2 separate regions of the Hordeum vulgare genome follow, and region 2 is linked to region 1. The links are chromatin contacts, called in public Hi-C maps. All regions are on one chromosome and are shown on one strand. Each heading gives the region's core, a stretch centred on a gene start, on an enhancer-like site or on the middle of the called end of the contact. The rest is flanking DNA. Distances are from core to core; before and after follow the strand shown. Region 1 holds the start of LOC123427121 (corepressor interacting with RBPJ 1). Region 2 holds the start of LOC123430474 (fasciclin-like arabinogalactan protein 1).

Evidence for each region. A called contact is a pair of places that touch in the nucleus more often than the background predicts.
Region 2: a contact with region 1 is called in a Hi-C map of seedling, with 4 times the contacts expected there. The contact joins the promoter of LOC123430474 here to the promoter of LOC123427121 in region 1. A contact is called at or near these places in 4 of 6 Hi-C or Micro-C datasets (leaf and seedling) and 1 of 1 datasets of contacts at active chromatin or transcription factors (embryo).

Annotation. Positions count from the first base shown.
Region 1 is chr2H:544,215,262-544,218,433 of MorexV3_pseudomolecules_assembly, forward strand. LOC123427121 (corepressor interacting with RBPJ 1) reads right to left here and starts at 1,700. Exons shown (of 5, transcript XM_045111078.1): 1 at 1,457-1,700; 2 at 1,153-1,254; 3 at 198-342; 4 at 35-81. The coding sequence starts at 1,546.
Region 2 is chr2H:544,351,081-544,354,252 of MorexV3_pseudomolecules_assembly, forward strand. LOC123430474 (fasciclin-like arabinogalactan protein 1) reads right to left here and starts at 1,622. Exons shown (of 1, transcript XM_045114345.1): 1 at 360-1,622. The coding sequence starts at 1,311. The coding sequence ends at 511. It overlaps LOC123427122 (mitochondrial proton/calcium exchanger protein-like), which reads right to left. Exons shown (of 15, transcript XM_045111080.1): 15 at 2,808-3,172.

The DNA of each region.
Region 1 (3,172 bases), core at 450-2,949:
GGCCAATAATTACATCTGTATTTGAGAGTAATACCTTCCTCCTCTTTTTAATTCGTTTCTTTGCGTCCTTTTCCTTCTTTTCTGTATCCATAATCCTTTGTCAGAAAACTCAACACACGGAATAGATTTTGAAATAGTTCGCCTAATAGAACCTAAATGTAAGAAACATCATTCAGCATGTCATTAAGTTGATTTACCTTTCTTGGAAGAAGATGATTTTGTCTTTACAACATCTCTTCCACGACCAAGCTTTTGGGCCCTTTCAGCATCCAGTTGAGCTCTATACTCTCTCATCATTTTATCCTTATCAGCCTCCACCTCACCTCTCTTTAGCTCCTCGTCCTATAGGGGACAAGAGCATCATTAATTACAATGGAGGTACTCATGATAGATAACTATGGCTATACAGTGATATTATAGGTACAAAAAGGCTTAGGCTGGTCTGCAGTAAGCCAATAACCATGCAGAGTCAATGCCAAAAGCAATAAAGCGTATGCCAAGTAAACGCCACCCCAGCTAACGCGGGACGTAGATTGATCTGTTTGGAAACAGCATATACATACTCTGTCTAAGTTGCTATTAATCAAAGAGAACCAAGACAAGTAAAGGAATCAAAACCAAGTAAATGGCATCATTAGACTTCTGAAGCAGGTAAAGTATTGTGGGTGGCTGCAATAAGCAGTGTGCCACTGATAAATGGTTATACTACCTTTTAGAGCAGCACAAGTCTAAATGTCTGATGGCAAACAGGCGCTAGAGAGACTCAAAGGTCAGCAAAACAGGGGAAGTGCGACTGGACCCTGGGTGGCAAGGGACCAAGCTTCCACTGCCAAAGTTCAGGCTGCTAATTCCCTCCTACGCTACCGTAGCTTAAATCTTTACCATTATGCCCTAAAGTGAATCACCATCCGATACCAGTCTAAAGCAAACTTGGGCATCACATACAAGGCAGTATGCTTGAAATTCAGCATCCATCATACAGTACATTAACATACAAAAAAAAAATATAGGAGCACGAATAACACATCGCAGAGCTTAAGCAGCAGCACAGCAGCATGGATAAAACCATGGCCAGGACGCACAAAATTACAGAGTAAAGAAACTAAAATCCGCCAACAAAGGCAGCAGAGAGCAAACCGAGGCCGCGCATACCTTCTGCTTCTTCTTGAACTCCTCCCACGTGAGGGTGTGGGTCTTGTTGAGGCTGGCCAAGCGCGCCGCGTGCCACTCTGGAGAATGAAATGAACCGTCCGTCTGTGACGGCCCTCGTTAGTAAAAGTTCCCTCATCATCAAAAGGTTAAAAAAAAAGCATCTACAAGCAGCAAGATTCGCCATGGACGTCCCGGCAGATCTCGATAGGGTTTGCTGGGGGGAACAATCGGAGATGGGTCGCGAGCTTGGAACTAGGGGGGATTAAGGATCTGTGGTGAGGGGGAGGTGAGGAAGGGGACCGACCATGCCGTCTTCCTCCCCTTCGCCGGGGGCGCCGGAGGACGAGCCCAGCCGCGCCCGCTGCATCGCCTTGTACGCCTGGTTCTTCCCCATCGTGGATTGCTGGCTCGGCCGGCCGGCCCTAGAACCAGATTGGAACCGCGCGGGGCGGAGTGGAGTGGAGATCCCTTTTTTCCCCCTCCTTTCCTTTGGTACGACGCGTGCGGCCGCGAGTTATGACTGGTGATGGCGATAACGCCGATAAGGTGAAGGAGAAGATGGGGAACGGGAAGGGGGAAGGGCCTGCGGGAGCCGGGAGGAACTCTCCGCCCACGGGCTGCTGCTCCGGGCGCGTGTCTACCGTCTGATCCGAACTGGATGGCCGGATTGAGCGAGGGCGCGTCTCTTCTTTTGTTTATGGATTAGTAGCACATATGTCTCTTCCTTGTGACCGCAGAAGAAACTATAGCGTATAGAATCAGGACACTATACGTGCATATAGTTCTTTTTATTCGACCTACATGATGATCTCCATTTTATCAGGAAGGTGATGCAGATTCTTGGAAGAGCTTCGGGCCTGCACGTTAACTACACAAAGTTTGTAGCCATTATGATCCGTGAGGAGAAGGGAGACAAGGAATTAGTAGAGGTTGCGTCACCATGAAAGATGAAACAGTTTTCATGCAAATACTTGGGGCTGCAACTATCTATCTGGCAATTGACCTGGACTAAGTGACAACCAATTGTTGACAGCGTGCTTAATTTCATGCCAGGCTGGTCAAATGGGTTGATCACACGTGTCGGGAGGCTTGTTCTGATTTCGGGATGTGGTGATGGCGAAGCCAATGCACCATGTGCTTGTTGCAGCCGCGCCCAAATGGGCCTTGGATTCGGTTAACAGCAGATGTCGGGCATTTTTCTGGCCGGGCACTGAGGCGATCCATGGTGGCAAGTGCTTGTTGTTCTGGCAGCGGGTGTGCAAGCCCTAGGAGTTGGGCAGACTGGGAGTGATGGATATGAGGAAGCAAGGATTAGTGTCGCGCTTATGGGAGTGGCTCTGGTGCACTGACCTTTCAAGACCATGACAGAGACTTGCTATGTCACATGATCCTCACGTAGAGATGGCGTTCAACAACCTAGTGCATTGGTGGCTAGGAGCAGGCGACAAGTCGTTGTTTTGGAAGGACCGCTGAATTTGAGGGGCCACGGTTCAGGAGATCGCCCCAGACATTCACGGTCTCATTCGCAAACAAACGGTCAAGAGGCGCACGGTTCGAGAGGGGTTGTTGAATCATCGTTGGGCTTTGGACATCAGAGGAGATCTGACTATGGACAAGCTTGTTCAGCTTATTAGACTTTGGGAGATCTTGATACCAATCCAGCTGGACCCTAATCAGTGAGATGTGGCGGTGTGGCCCTGAACTGAGCTTCGGGTGTACACCTCTGCCTCAACTTATCACATGTTATGGTCGGGTGCGACTAAGATGGCGGCTGCGAGCTGGATGTGGAAGTGTTGGGCACCTCTGACATGCAAGATTTTCATATGGTTGACCATTCAGTAGAGGCTATAGACATCGGATAGGAGGCTTCGACGTGGTCTTCAGGAGGAGCTATTGCCATGCTTTGTATGTGACCAGGAGGAAGACAATGTTGACCACATATTGATCCAATGCGTCTTCTCGAGGCAGGTGTGGCAGTTGGTATTCGTCAAGGCTCATATGTATCCTTCTTTGGTTCCCA
Region 2 (3,172 bases), core at 372-2,871, 140 kb after region 1:
GGCGAGGCGCTGCGGCCGGCGGGGCGGGGCGCGACGGCCGGCGGGCGGGGCGGGGCGCGACGGCCGGCGGGGCGGGCGCAACGGCCGGCGGGGCGGTGCTGCAGCCGGCTGGGGCGGAGCAGGGCGCGGCGCGGCGGGGCGCTGCTGGGACGGTGGGCTGGTTGAAAAAGTGGTGGGACCCACCCAAAAGTAAGTGACTTATAAGTTTTAAGTTGGGGTGGAGCAACTTATGACTTATAAGTTGGGGTGACTTATAAGTTGAACATGTTTGACAAAATAAATCATTTTTTGCACTTTTTAACTTATAAGTTGGTGACTTATTTGGAACCAAACAAGGCCTTATATTATAAAACGGAGGGAGTACTAAACAACATCAATGTGGCAAGAAAGAGTAAAGATAGAAATTTCACTGCAGGAGCACACGCACTGACCGACAGACACAAAGGACACGCGCAACGCAATCCACCGACACACCACCACCTCCCGTACAGATCCACCACAACCCTTTGGCTAAGCCAGAGCGGCGGCCACGGCCACGGCGAACGGCAGGACTGCGGCCCATCGCAGACACGAAGCGCCGGACGCCGCGCTCTTCTTAGAGTTCTTCCTCTGGTCGGCGGGCGCCGCGTCCTCGGCGGCCGGCCCGGGCGCGTCCGCTACAGGCCGGTGGCGCGCCTGCTTCTTGGGGGCCTTGGGCGCGTCCGCGACGGGGGCGGGAGCCGGCGCCGGCGCCGGGGAGTCGGCCGGCTCGAAGAGCTCCACCGGCTCGAGCACCGTGTCGACGGCGTAGATGGCGATGGGGTCCTTGTCGTACACGGTGGACCTGACCCGCGCGGCGTGGTCGGAGGCGTCCGTCTTGATGGTCACCTGCTCGCCCTCGTTCTGCACCGTGAGGTTGAAGTTGTTGGCCGAGCCGTCGGTGGCGAGCGTGTTCATGACGCCGTTGTTGGACTTGAGGCTCCGCGGCGCGTAGTACACGGGCACGGCGTGGAACAGCAGCAGCGACGCCTTGCCGTCGGCGGTGAGGTTCTTGTACCTGGGCATGAAGGACCTCACGGCGTCGTCGCTGGGGCAGAACGCCGTCACGCCGCCGTCCCCGGCCGACTGGAACGTGGAGTGCGCGTCCGGCGAGGCCGCCACCAGGGCCGCGAACGCCTTGCACCCGCCCTTGGCCATCGCCGCCGTGATGTTCGGCGGGGCCGGCGGAGCAGCGGGCGCCTTAGCTGCCGCTGCTTTGCCCCCGGCCGCGGAGACGGCGAGGGGGAGGACGATGACGGCGAGGACGGCGGCGGCGAGGTGGAGGCGGCGCATTATGGCGAGTGTCGGCGTGGGAGTGAGGGCAGTGGAGTGGGAGAGCTGTGCAGTGATGAACTATGACCACTGACGAGTGTCGAGTGTGATAGGGTGTGAGGTGAGCTGGCTTTGTAAGGACCTGCCCTTGGGGTTTACTACCACCAATATCAGAGATTGCCATTCAGGTTAAAACTTTGTGATTTTTCCTTTTTGGCAAGCTGTGGTGGTTGCTTGTTCTTTTGTTTCTTGTACCCGGGTCCTGTTGTCCATTTCTTCAATTCCTTTGCCCATTTAATGTCGCCTTAATTCGACTTAACAGCAATATGGTCAGAAGGAGTTGCCATAGGTAACCTAATTAAAAAAATGAAGATGTGCAGTAAATTTTGAGGCCCTCAAGTTATAACCATAGCAGGTACTACTCGTTTAGTAACAATTGCAGGACTTATAAACGGACAATTCAAAATGCTGACATATTTACTGGGCTGGAAAGTGGAGTGAACCAAAATATGCAAGTATTGTGAGGTATCACTTGCATTGGTGCTCTTAATTACAATCACTGAGGAAACTGTACGTTCACGTGGCATTGATTGATAGTAGTCCTTTATATACCACATCGATACAAGGTGATCTTCCCAGTTTATGTTTCAGTAGTACCTATTTAGTCAGAACTCAGAAGAAGCGTGCCATCGAAACATCTTATCAATCCATAAGATCTCTCATGTTCAAAAGCTAGCAGAAATTAATCAACCACCGTCAGCATAGTGAGCCTGCTTGCAGATTCTATGACTAATATGCAGGATAATTATGCTGGGTAATAGTCGATCCAAACCAACTATCATCGGATGCTGGTCGAAGATTCTCATGCGCTTGCCATCTATTCTGGTCCTCTTCCTCCATTTGGCTGGTTTTTTTCCAGAACTGTTTTTGGCATACTGATGGGGGAAGGTTCTGTTGTTGCAAGACTAGTTCAGCTTAATTTATGTACGGAGAATGCTTAGCTAAATCATCTTTGGCAAGAATCTAGTGAAAACTATCTCCATGAAAACTCAGTTGTTTACTCCTGATACATGTACTTTAGAAGCTGTTAAAGATGCTAACAGTAATTTCCAGAGTTTGCATGTGAAGGTAGCTTACTACTCGTAGTTTTCACCTTTTATCAATAGGATGGTAGGGATATGTAGGGAGTAATGGTCAGAAACATGGCAAAGGGGAGTGTGCCGTACTCATGAGAGTCGTCCCTGCCACCCGAATCAGTACGGGACCATCCTTTTTGCATCAATCGAAGATTCCAGAAGCTCGCAGAAAATTACTAACATTAGATTAGCTGGTGGGTTCTTCAAATGTCGCAACATCTTGGGCATGACATTCTTCATCTACTACGGAGGAGTCTTGTCGCACACCATCTGGCCAAACTATGCAGTTTGTTCATCTCAGGCCCTTGGGCGAGCTTCAAGACATCAAACCGTGGAGAGCAGACACAGAGCTGCAGAAGAGAGCATCAATCTAGACATGACTTCCAAGGCCGTCGAAAATAGCTTTATTGATTTGATTAAACAACAGTAACGTCATTACAATCCACGGACTGCAAGTTTATTTCTTTTCTAGCTAATTGAGCAAGTCCACGAGCCACTGTATTACACACTGACACACTCCCCACTTGCATCACCTTGACATCTGCCGACAAACATCGCCTGTGCGGATTCCTCCGATCGCACACGCGCTCATTCAAATACACCTAAAATAAGACATACACATCGATACCTTTATTCAGATCATTTGGATCGAAGGCCTGAATTTATTTCCCCAGTGGATCTCAACGGCGACCAGTTGAAACTTCAGTCGCCATTCACGCCTGACTAACGATCGGCGGCACCGGGGA